Regions from separate parts of the Mus musculus genome. Here all the other regions are linked to region 1. A link is a contact called in public HiChIP or PLAC-seq data. All regions are on one chromosome and are shown on one strand. Each heading gives the region's core, a stretch centred on a gene start, on an enhancer-like site or on the middle of the called end of the contact. The rest is flanking DNA. Distances are from core to core; before and after follow the strand shown. Region 1 overlaps Itgb3 (integrin beta 3). Region 2 overlaps Gm11639. Region 3 overlaps Mapt (microtubule-associated protein tau). Region 4 holds the start of Mettl2 (methyltransferase like 2).

Evidence for each region. HiChIP or PLAC-seq counts read pairs in DNA pulled down with a chosen protein or histone mark.
Region 2: a FOXA1 HiChIP or PLAC-seq map of pancreatic cancer cells shows a contact between it and region 1. The contact joins two enhancer-like sites. A contact is called at or near these places in 3 of 115 datasets of contacts at active chromatin or transcription factors (embryonic stem cells and pancreatic cancer cells).
Region 3: a contact with region 1 is called in an HNF4G HiChIP or PLAC-seq map of pancreatic cancer cells. The contact joins two enhancer-like sites.
Region 4: an HNF4G HiChIP or PLAC-seq map of pancreatic cancer cells shows a contact between it and region 1. The contact joins the promoter of Mettl2 here to the enhancer-like site in region 1. A contact is called at or near these places in 2 of 39 promoter capture datasets (the 3T3-L1 cell line and cranial neural crest), 3 of 484 Hi-C or Micro-C datasets (B cells, cortical neurons and myeloid progenitors), 12 of 115 datasets of contacts at active chromatin or transcription factors (the NIH/3T3 cell line, bone marrow-derived macrophages, embryonic fibroblasts and 6 more) and 3 of 9 other capture datasets (embryonic stem cells, liver and macrophages).

The regions. Positions count from the first base shown.
Region 1 is chr11:104,623,652-104,626,351 of GRCm38.p6, reverse strand. The region is part of intron 2 of Itgb3 (integrin beta 3); the gene reads right to left. Among named protein-coding and RNA genes, the nearest start is that of Itgb3, 17 kb to the right of the region's middle. Within about 2 kb of position 1,436, at least 93 of the 459 cell types and tissues checked have an H3K27ac peak or open chromatin away from gene starts, as enhancers often do. A contact at or near this core is called in the NIH/3T3 cell line, embryonic fibroblasts, embryonic stem cells and 1 more, where this site is marked.
Region 2 is chr11:104,951,222-104,953,921 of GRCm38.p6, reverse strand. It overlaps Gm11639, which reads right to left. Exons shown (of 108, transcript XM_017314877.1): 82 at 2,576-2,680. Among named protein-coding and RNA genes, the nearest start is that of Gm25362, 130 kb to the left of the region's middle. Within about 2 kb of position 1,306, at least 10 of the 459 cell types and tissues checked have an H3K27ac peak or open chromatin away from gene starts, as enhancers often do. A contact at or near this core is called in pancreatic cancer cells, where this site is marked.
Region 3 is chr11:104,318,266-104,320,968 of GRCm38.p6, reverse strand. The region is part of intron 9 of Mapt (microtubule-associated protein tau); the gene reads right to left. Among named protein-coding and RNA genes, the nearest start is that of Mapt, 88 kb to the right of the region's middle. Within about 2 kb of position 1,373, at least 133 of the 459 cell types and tissues checked have an H3K27ac peak or open chromatin away from gene starts, as enhancers often do. A contact at or near this core is called in pancreatic cancer cells, where this site is marked.
Region 4 is chr11:105,125,029-105,127,728 of GRCm38.p6, reverse strand. It overlaps Mettl2 (methyltransferase like 2), which reads right to left and starts at 1,304. Exons shown (of 9, transcript NM_172567.3): 1 at 1,123-1,304; 2 at 862-953. The coding sequence starts at 1,232.

The DNA.
Region 1 (2,700 bases), core at 187-2,686:
TGCTGATCAGAGAGATCGAATTACTCCAGTCCATGTTATCTAACCCATGCCTCTGTCTCTCCAAGAACACACCCTAGGTGGGTGGGCCCAAGACACCCCACTCATCCACTTGGCTCTGTTTTCCTCTTACCCAGCCAAGGGCTTGCTATACACACCCAGGAGCTGCTGTCCTTTAAGGACCACAAGCCGAGCCCAACCAGTTGTTTTCCGAGGCACTGCCAACATCAGCACCACTTGAAACAGTCAAGACAGGGGAGGCAGAGGGATGAGCAGGGATCCCAGCCCCACCGTTGGATGTTTAAAGTCAAGATCCAAACACTTTCAATAGTTCAGCTTGCCCTGTGCAAGAGAAGTCCAGCTCCCTCAGGAAAAAGATAACTAGTTACAGCCCAGGGTTCCTCCCTGCTTGACACACTCTGCCCCACATCAGACTCCCCAGCCCCACCCCTCCTCCCTCTCACTTAGCGATGGTAAATATTGGCATTCACTTTATTCCATTCTGAAGGGACTATTTCATCGGGCTTCCTACCTCCCTTCTTTGGTCTCCTTTGGTCCTGGTTGCTACCCATTTCCCAACTCCACCCCATCAACAAGCTGATCTTTCCCTCCCTCTGGCCTCCCAGTCTGCCCCAGAGGGCAAAGATTCACCATAGTGATTGGTAAATATTCCACATTTGCATCTAGTCACATGGAATATGTTCACGTGGCCTAAGGAGGGGCTTTGGCTGGTCAGAACCCAGCTCTGATTTATCCCTATAAGATCCAGATGCGGGAATGAGAGGGGACTATGCTTGAATAGCAGTAGTCCTTCCTCAGGGACCTCCTTTCTGCTCCCCTCTGCTCCGGCCGTCCAACTTCAAGCCATCCTATCCAAACACGGCACCCTCGGCATCCCACTCCTTCTTCTGGAATTGTTGCAGAATTACAACTTCCTCAGAAAGGAAGCTTGACACAACCATGATGGTGACCGGAGGCAGGAGGATATGACAAACCAGAAGGAAGACAGCCACGCCACACTTGAGCCTCCAGTGAAGCCCAGAGGGGAGGGGCACCTGTGGGGGTGGAGAAGGAATGGGCTCACCCTCCCCCAAGCCCCAGAGAATGTTTCATTCGCTAAATGAGATCAATCTGGCCCAGATGTTAGGCAGCTGCCCCTAGAAACAGTTCCCGTGCTGAGCAGCAGAGGCCAAGGCTGTGTATGGAGCTGGCCTTGGAGGCTCTGGCAGCCCCTCCTCTAGGGGGTAAACACAGCCTTCTGCTCCCTTCCTCCCCAGTCTGACCAGGAGCTTGCCTTTTTAGGAAACCCAGAGGATCCAGAAGAGAGGCAGACAAAGATCAGGAAATAGCTAGGGTGGTTGAGGAGCGGTATAGGGCAGAGGCTGTAGCTCTAGTGGCTGAGGAGCAGACAGGCCAGCAGCTCAGGTAACCACCTGCTGGGGGTGCTGACTCACTCCCACTGGAACTGCTGGGAACCTCTCCAGCCACAGGCTTCCCCTACCTCCCCATCAGCTCTTGCCAGCTCCAAATTCCCAGCCCGGCCACAAACATAGCCATTCCCTCAGACACACTCATTCCCTAGGGACTCAGACACAACACACCCTCTGCCTAGACACAGCTAACCCCTTCCTGTCATCGTCTGGTCCTCACCATTGAGCTGTGCTCCCTCATCCATTGATACTTTAGAGATGAAGGAAGGAAGGAAGATAGAGGGGCGTCACTGTCAGAGAGAAGGGAAGAAAAAAGGATCTTTAAGAAAGTGTACACAAACACACATATACAAATATATACAAACACACACATACATGCACACAAACACACACAAACACACATACACACACAAAGACACACAAACATACATATAAAGACACAAACATACACACAAACACACACATTCACAAACACACACATACACACAAACATATAAACATACACAGAAATATAGACACACAGAGACACATACAAACACACACATAACATTCCTCTTCTGAGTTTTTAGGGTTTTTTGTTTTTGTTTTGCTCTGGGGGTGGGGGGGGGTCGGATGAGCTGGCATCCCTCTATACCCCTAGCGCCTCTCTTCTTTAGAGAGTAAAGCCTTTCTTCCATGAGATGTTCCAGCCCAAAGCAAGTATAGGCTGGGGAAGGGTAGCAATAATCACAGTAATGACGATGCCCAAGCAAAATGGCTGGAGTGGAAGGGCAGAACAGGCTCCAGGATCATTGCCAGCTTCCACCATGCATCCTGAGGAAGGCGTCACCTAGTCTTGCTCAGAAGGGGAAAGAGACTGCGTTTAGGAGGAAGGAAATGATTCTGTGTGCCTGCACCTACACTGAAGCGCCTAAATCTAGGGAAAGAAGGCATCTGGGGCAAGTTAGGATGGGGGTGGGGAGCCACACCTGTGTTGAACATTCAACAAGATCAGATGAATGCTACAGGTTGGGCACCAAATAGTTTGGGGCTAAATTATCCCCCTAAATAGCTACCTATTGCCCACCTCTAGGTTTGACTTAACATTCTTAAGACTAGTAAAGTCCTTTCTAAAATGTGCAGACTCCTAGCTTCCACCAACCCCACAGGCTAGGACTGTTATGAGGTAACCTCAGACGCTCCTGACTGCTGTAACCACCTCATCTGATGGTTCACCAATGTGTGTCTAAAGTACCTTGACCTATTGCCTTCTTTGTTCTGTTACTATAAAACG
Region 2 (2,700 bases), core at 57-2,556, 330 kb before region 1:
CTGATGGGGTTAAAGACTAGATAGTTGTAGTCTCACAATAAAAGCTTAAGTTTTGGACTTAAGAACATGTTTTTGGGTATAAGAAGATGTTTTTAGATTGATAATACAAGTTATGATAGAAACTGATTTAGGTGCAAAACTTCTGAACTCAGCCAGATAGACTAGATAATAGAGTACTTTCTCCTAAGTTGCCATTTATAAATGGACTAGATACTGTGAATACAACTCTTACATGATGGTTTTCATAATTGTTCTTACTATATACAGTTTATTATTGTAAGAGAAAGATTTTTATTGGACTAAAAAGGGGAGATGTTGGTGTTGGTCTTGTGCAGTGCATATTTAGATGCTGGGCTCTGTGCCTCAAAATTGGGTTGCAGTTTGGACATAGGCATTGTATTGACCAATATGCTATAAAGAATGCTCCCCAATAATCTTTGATTGATGACTAAAAGACTGGAGTCTATAGCTTGGCAAAGAGGATAGGAAGGCAGTACTTATAATTGAGTGGGTTGTCTCAGGAATGACCATGAGGGAGAGTGGAGAGAGAAGAAGAAAAGAGAAGAGAAGAAGGAGGCTGTTTTGAGGCAGGAGGGACTGTGAGCATGTGGTCAAGAGAAGCTAACCTCGAGGACACACATGGAACAGAGAAGACTCAATTGGCAAGTGACAGGGCATTTATCTGGTTATTGATGGCCTAGTCAGGTTAGAATGGTTCAGAACCTACCTGACCACTACCATGCCTTCAGCTTGTTAATCACATCTGATGTCTCACTGTTGTTTACTCAGGAGCTAAATGGGATAGAGTGGGGCAGAACCCACCCCCTAAAATTACTACAATATTTATACTCAGTGCAGTCACTTTGGAAGATAATCTGGCTTTCTTTAAAAAAAAGATTTATTTTATTTCTCTCTCTCTCTGTGTCTCTCTGTGTCTCTCTCTGTCTCTGTCTCTCTGTCTCTCTGTCTCTGTCTCTCTCTCTCTCTCTCTCTCTCTCTCTCTCTCTCTCTCTCTCTCTCTCTCTCTCTGCAGATAAGAAGGAATCAGATCCCTTGGAGATGAGTTACACATGGTTTGGATTACATTATAGGGATAATCGCTTGTGGATTATGTGGAAACATCATCTGTCAATAAAAAGCTGATGTTCCTATTAGCAAAAGGCAGAAACTACAAGGTGGGAGTTCTGGTAGGGAGATTGCAACGATGGGAAATAGTCAGAGGTGGGGAATTTGTCACCCAGACTCGTATGAAACTGAGGAGAGGTAACCACCATGTGGCAGACATAGAATCGTTTAAATGGGTTAAATAAGTTAGGAGCAAGTCAGGGAACAAGCCTAGCAAAAGGCCACAAGTATTGTTAATAAATAGTAAGCCCCTGAGTCATTGTTTGGGAACTAGGGTGTGGGTGGAAAACGCCATGGTTACATACATGATGTGGATGCTGAGAACAGAACTCTGGTTTTTTTCAAAGAGAAGTTTTAACTACTAAGTCATTTCTTCAGCCCCTGGACTGGCTTTCTTTAACCATTAAATAAAAAGTTACTATATGGCCCAGAAATTTTGCTTCTATAAATATACTAGAAAAGTTAAAACATACATCAACACAAAAACTTGTATGTGGATACTTGCAGGACTATCCATACTTGCCCAAAATTGGAAATAATTAAATACTCATTTACCAATGAACATATAATAAATAAAATATGATATTTCTATTATTTCAGACTATTCAGTAACGAAGTATTGGTACATAATAAGACACTATGCAATGCCATTTATAGGAACTGCTTGCAGTAGGCAGATTGATGAAGATGGGTTAGTGGCTGTCCTAGTGGTGTAGAAGAATTAGGGATGAGGAATGACTGGCACTGAGTGTGGTGGTTCTATGTGGGGATAACAGAATTACTCTCAAAATAACAATTGTGATCAGTACAGATCTGTAACCACAGAGAACACCATCAGATCATGCACTAGTTATTATGTATGTGTGGGTGTTCTGTCTACTCAAATGTCTCTTCACCATCTGCATGCCTGGTGTCTGAAGAGGTCAGAAGACGATGTTAAGTCCTTTAAAACAGAAGTTACAGAGAGTTTTGATCTACCATGTGCATGCTGGGAACTAAGCTGTGTTTTTAATCACTGTGCTAGCTCTCTAGCTCCATCACGCCTTTCTCTGGATTAATTATTTAGCATATGAGTTATTCTCAGTAGAGTTTAACAATATTCTACCAGAACTTTTCACCTTTAACAATGAAATCAACGATCTTTCTCAATATGCTAAATATGTCTAATAAGTCTATTATGTCAATAGGTAAATGTACCTTTGCTTTTTAAAAATTCTGATGTTATTTTTAGTTTCTTCCATTTTTTTTTAATCATGTGAGCTCCTTAGTGGTATGGACACAGGAACAGAAAACATGTATCAAGGGCTGCCTGGTTTCTTAAACACTGACACTGATAGTTTTCATATATATATTTCTAGTCTTTAAAATCATTCTTTAATTCTTTGCAACAATTAAAAATGAAATTTTGATGAACGAAATTCAACCTCACAAGAAGCTTCCATGGACTTACCGTTGAAGGGCAACGTTTTCATCAGTTCCTCCAACTCCTTGTCTGTGAGCTCGATACCAAGGTTCTCCAGGACACTCGGTACATCACTGGCCTCAATCTTCTCCCCTGTCAAAGGAGACTGGCTA
Region 3 (2,703 bases), core at 124-2,623, 310 kb after region 1:
AAAAGACTCAGGAGAAGCTGGTGAGGGTGAGTCTGCTTCACCCAGGAAGCTCCCATGGTCCTGGATTACCAGTCGGCAAACAGGACCCAGACCAGCTCTATGACCCAGAAGGAGAGCCAGTTGGTGTCTGGACACATAGTCTCCTGAACACTTCAGCCTCTACTGAGAAGAGCGAAGCAACACCAACAGAAGGCAGGCGCACGGCAGAAACCACAGCTGCAGTAAGTGTCTCAGCAAGCATGAGTGAGCAGACAGGACACACTGGGGAAGGGGGGTGGGGGGGACCCGCCAGCCCAAGGGCCCTTCATGTGGCCCAGCAGTAATGTGTGCTCTGGAAAATGACAGTTGCTTTCCTGACAGGACACTCTGAAGGAGACCACCCAGGCAGATGGGGCTCCTGGAAGCCTGTCTCTCTGATCTGTGGTTTTACAGCTTAGCTGGTCACTAGCTGCCACTTGCAGAGTCCCATGGGTCTCCCATACAGACCATGGTCATTCCAGGGGTGAGGAGGCTCATCTGTCCTGGGAGAGGGGTGCCACATGTTCAAGAATCAATAAAGCAAAGTGGTTTCTACGGAGGTCTCAATGGATAAATCCCTCGTTTTCACGGCTGATGGTGTTTTGTGTTATGGGGTGTGTGTGTGTGTGTGTGTGTGTTCTGCTAACAGACCTGATGGAAGAGGAGGGCCATGGCCTCATAAGTCATAAGGGTGTCAGCCTGCCCCTGCAGAGGAGGGTGGGTAAGGAGCAGATAAACCCAAGGACCTCCTGCAAACAGACCCAGAGGCCAGTAGGAGTTCTGGGGCAGGTGATGATGGGAGAGCCCAGGTAGAGTCATTAGAGAGTCAGTACCAGGGGGTATGTTGGGGGACAGGAGATGTTGGAAGCTTGGGATAGCCAGAGAAGAAAGGAATGGGGGAGCAGCTGACTAGGGTACTAGATCCCACAGAGCAGCCCGAGAGAGGAGGCCACAGCCCAGCCAGGAGGTGGAGATGGAGAAGCAGCTTCCCTGCTGCAGTTCCCACCACCCTAGAGAGAGCCAGGAGCAAGTTAGATGGGAAGCCTGGAATCCTACAACCCAAATGCCACCAGTCCCCCTCCCTAAGAAAGCTTTCTCCACAGGTCCATTCTGTAGTCAACAGTGGCCACAGGCCACAGGCCAGGCTATCTTGTGATTCTATATAAGGTCACAGGTTAGCTCAAAGGCTGGCAAACTGCAGTACACCTTAGTTATAAAGTTCCCTGATACCCTAGGCACTGCAGCCTCATCAGACAACCAGCATGTGATCCGAGCTGCCCTGAGAGCTGCCTTTTCCCAACTTCCCCTACAGGAGCATCTGCCCTCTGCAGCCCTTGGGAGCTGGAGCGCTCAGACCCAGCAACAGACCAGACGTGAGCAAAACCAGACACTTCTGGCTTCCCTCCCTAACCACAGCAGCCTGGGCTGGGAAGCTAACGTATCATAAACAACATTACAGAGCCCAGGGACAAGGACGGCGATCTTAAAGATCACCCTTTCCCGCAACCCATATCTTTCTATACGTTGAGAAGGCAACCGGCAGGCAGGGCAGTAACCGCAGTGTAGCCAACAGCCCCGCCTTTCCTTAGGAAGCAAAACAAGTAAGGGAGGTGGCAGGATCGGCCAGCGGGGAGTGGAGGACAGAGGAAAAGGCAGACACGGTGAGTAAGCGTGAGAAGGCAGTAGCCACAGGGCCAGCACTTGCTGCTCTGGGGCCATCGGTCCAAGAGGCAGAAGGCAGGGCAGGTGTCGGGGCCGGAGGCAGGAGCACATTGCAAGAATAAACCCTGTGGGCTCGGCACTTTCAGGAAAGAGAGCCCACCCCTGCATTCCAGCACGCACGCTCGAGAGGTGGAGCCTGCAGCTCAATCAGAGAGCCCAGGTCCGTTCTGGGACTGACCCAGAACAGGGGAGGGGGAGCTGGCAGGGAGAAGCCTGGGGCCACTTTACAAATCCTGCCCTGTTGGGCACCGGCCAGCCAAGAGAACAAAGGGAATCCCTAAGCCCATTGAGGGAACCTAAGAACATCTCTTTGCAGGGACTCGCTGAGGATGTGCGGGGGGGGGGGGGGGGGGGTCCCCAGTGGTGTTTAAAGGAGGAGACATTTAAAACCCCTTCTCTGGCAAACAATGCAGGCAACTGACACCTGTCACCTCGGTGTTAGGCTCTGTGCAACCAGAGTCCCTGTCCTGGGGGGAGGGGAGTGCTAAATTGAACTGGGAATCTTTTCCTCTCTTCAAAGATGAAGGAGACCCAGATGAAAAATGGAGAAGTGGCTAGGGGCCTTTTGGACCTTGACATGAAACAGGAAGTCCTAGTGTCTAGTGGGATCATATGGACTCCCCACTCCCCAACCAACAGAGACTGCCCCAGAGATGAGGGAAGAGGTGTCAGCCCACATCATGGATGCACTGTCTTCAACCCCATTTCCAATATCTACGGGGCTTCTAGGAACACATACATGGTACCATGGGGACCCAGCTACTCAGAGAAGGGCCAGCTGGAACGGGTTGCTCTCCCTACTTTGCTGGGCCATCCATGGAACAGGGAGGGGAGTCTGGGGACAGCAGACACTGTGGGGACACAGGAGGTCCTGAGCCCTAGATGATTTATTCTATGCAATGTCTCACAAGGACACACTCATGACACTTGTTACAGCAAAGGCTGCAGCACACCTCATGGAGA
Region 4 (2,700 bases), core at 55-2,554, 500 kb before region 1:
AGTCTTATCTACCTAACAATGCAGGCAGGGTGCCTACTTTGCAACTGGAATATATACATATACTTATTTTTGAGACAAGCTCTCATGCAGCCCAGGCAGGAGTGGAACTCTACGTAGCAAGGATGCTCTTGACCCCACTCAACCTCTTGTCTCTGCCTCCCAAGAGATTACACCCCTACATCTTAGGAGGTACGTGCCTGGCCAGTGACCTCGGTACTATAGAGAAACTATCAGTGCTTATTATCATAACCGATGAGCCATCTCTCCAACCCCCTGATGCCTATTACCTTAAAGTTCCAGGTTTACTTTCAAACGCCTCCTAGAAACAGGGACAACCAGTTCTAGTATTTTATAAAGGAATTATTCTTGTCTTCGGAAATGACCTCTTTCGCTTTGAGCAGACTCGTCTCTCCACTCTGCTGCACGCATCTTTCTTTGGTAGAAGTCCCACATCTCCAAACCCAACACCTCAAGAAAAGATGTTATGATCTAATCCTCTCCTCCCACAGTACGTTAGGATCCGACCACATCAATCTAGCTCTGATGGAAACGTCCCAGCAGAAGGTAAACTGTAGAAGCTACCCTAAGATGACTGAACGACTTTACGGTTGCCACAGGCCAGCCACATCAACGCGACACTCGTAGAACTAGAGAGTTCAACAACAACAACAACAAAGTCCAACCCCAATGGCTTCAAGACTTTGTTAGAAGACAGCCCCTTTGCCTCCTAACCCGTCCCCTCCCCGACCCGTTCTGGGCCGGAGTTCTCCATCAGGTCAGTGATAAAACGATCCCGGTGCCCCCATTTTTCTTGCCGTCTGGAGGAGGCGCGTCCCACACTGCGGGCACAACGGAGCGCACCTTGCTTCTCCGGGCACACCAGCGGGGAGCTGTTCTCCTGCACTTTCCTCTCCGCCGCCGCGGCCTGCTCCTCGGACCACTTCACGTTGTCCCTGTGAAAACCAAACGGGCAGCTTCAGGCCCACCGGTCCCGGACCCGGGAACGTCGGTCCTCGGGAGGCGAACGCTTCAGCTACCGCCGCGGGAGGAGGGCCAGCGGGCAGGGCTTTTCTCCAAGTGCTCCGGGCTGGCGAAGAGCCGGGCGAGATGCAGGGCAGTTACCAGGCATTGTGATGGAAGACGCGCGCCGGGTCGCTCAGGAACCGGTGCCCGAACTGCGGTCTCTTCCCGTCCTCGGTCTCCGGCACGCCTTCAGGGAAGGAGGCCGCCATGACACCGGAGACGGAAACGCCTTCTCTTCCCGAAGGCGAGGACTTCCTGTGGGCCACGCCCCTTCCGGAAGTAGCGTCACTGGGAGGGAAGATGGAGGGCGGGGCGGGGCGGGGCGGGGCGGGGCGGGGCGGGGCGGGGCGGGTTCCAAGTGATTGGGAAGCTCAGCGGAGGCGAGTCCGAAAGGAGTCATTTCTCCCTGGAGATGCACAAGGGCGTGCAGCACGGGGAGGAAGTAGGAGGCTATTCCCTCGAGTACGGTTCCGTGCAGGTCCCAAGATTCCCCCCAGGAAAAGCTTTGACTAGCCGACTGTGATGAGACGTGGTCACCAGACCACAGTCCGCGGGGAGGCAGCGCGTGGGTTTTGAGAGCATGAAGCTTCCGTGTTAAATGACATAACCGACCACACCTCCTTGAAAAGCCAGGCTTAATTGGCACAATAAAAATTGTAATTCGTTCATGCATAGAGCTTGTAATATGTATTCAATTTATTTAAATGTATACATTGTACACTTATATACTATACATATATGTATAAATATTTTAAAACTAATAGTAGGTCACTGGTATATAATTTATAATTGCACATTTTTAGCCTTATATTTTCTATTTAAATAAATTTCCCCTTTATGTGTACGCATGGTTGTGCACCACGTGCATGCAATGCTCATGGAGGCCAGAAGAGGGCACCAGATCTCCTCGAACTGGAGTTACAGATGCTTGTGAACCAACATATGGGTACCAGGGATCAAAATATGGGTCTCCTAGAAGAGTAGCCAGTGCCCTTAATTATAGGGCTCTCCAGGCTCTATAATTTCTTTAGGCTTGGTGGCAGGCAGCTTACTTGCTGTGCCATTTTACCAGCCAGAGTTATTGTTGTTGTTGTTATTATTGTTGTTGTTTTTGTTATTATTTTGATACATTTTGAAGGACTATGTAATTCTGGCTGGCCTCCAGCTCTCTATGCAGATTAAACTGGCCTCAAACTCAGAGATGTGCCTGTCTCTGCCTCTCAAGTACCGGGATTAAAGGCATTCACCATCACATCCAGCTATATGTATTTTTTTTTTTTAATATCATGCTCTTTAAAAGCTGTTAGTGTTCACATTCAACAATCCCATTATATAATTTTTGTGTGTGCAGAAAGCTCATTGTCCTTTTACTTGAAGTTCCAACATTATTTTTAATAAGTGAGCCATTTGAAATATATGGCTGCTTCTCTTTCTCTCTCCTCTCCTCCCTCCCTTCTTCCCCCCCCCCGTGTGTGTTTTAATTATTATTTTCTTTTTAAATATAGAATTCCTCTATATAGCTCTGACTATCTCATAACTCTCTTTGTAGACCAGGAAGGTTTCAACTTCAGAGATCTGCCTGCCTCTGGCTTCTGGGTACTGGGATCAAAGATGTGTGCTGCCTCCACACCTGGCTAGGTTTTTATTTTTGAGATTATGACATTACATCACTCCTCC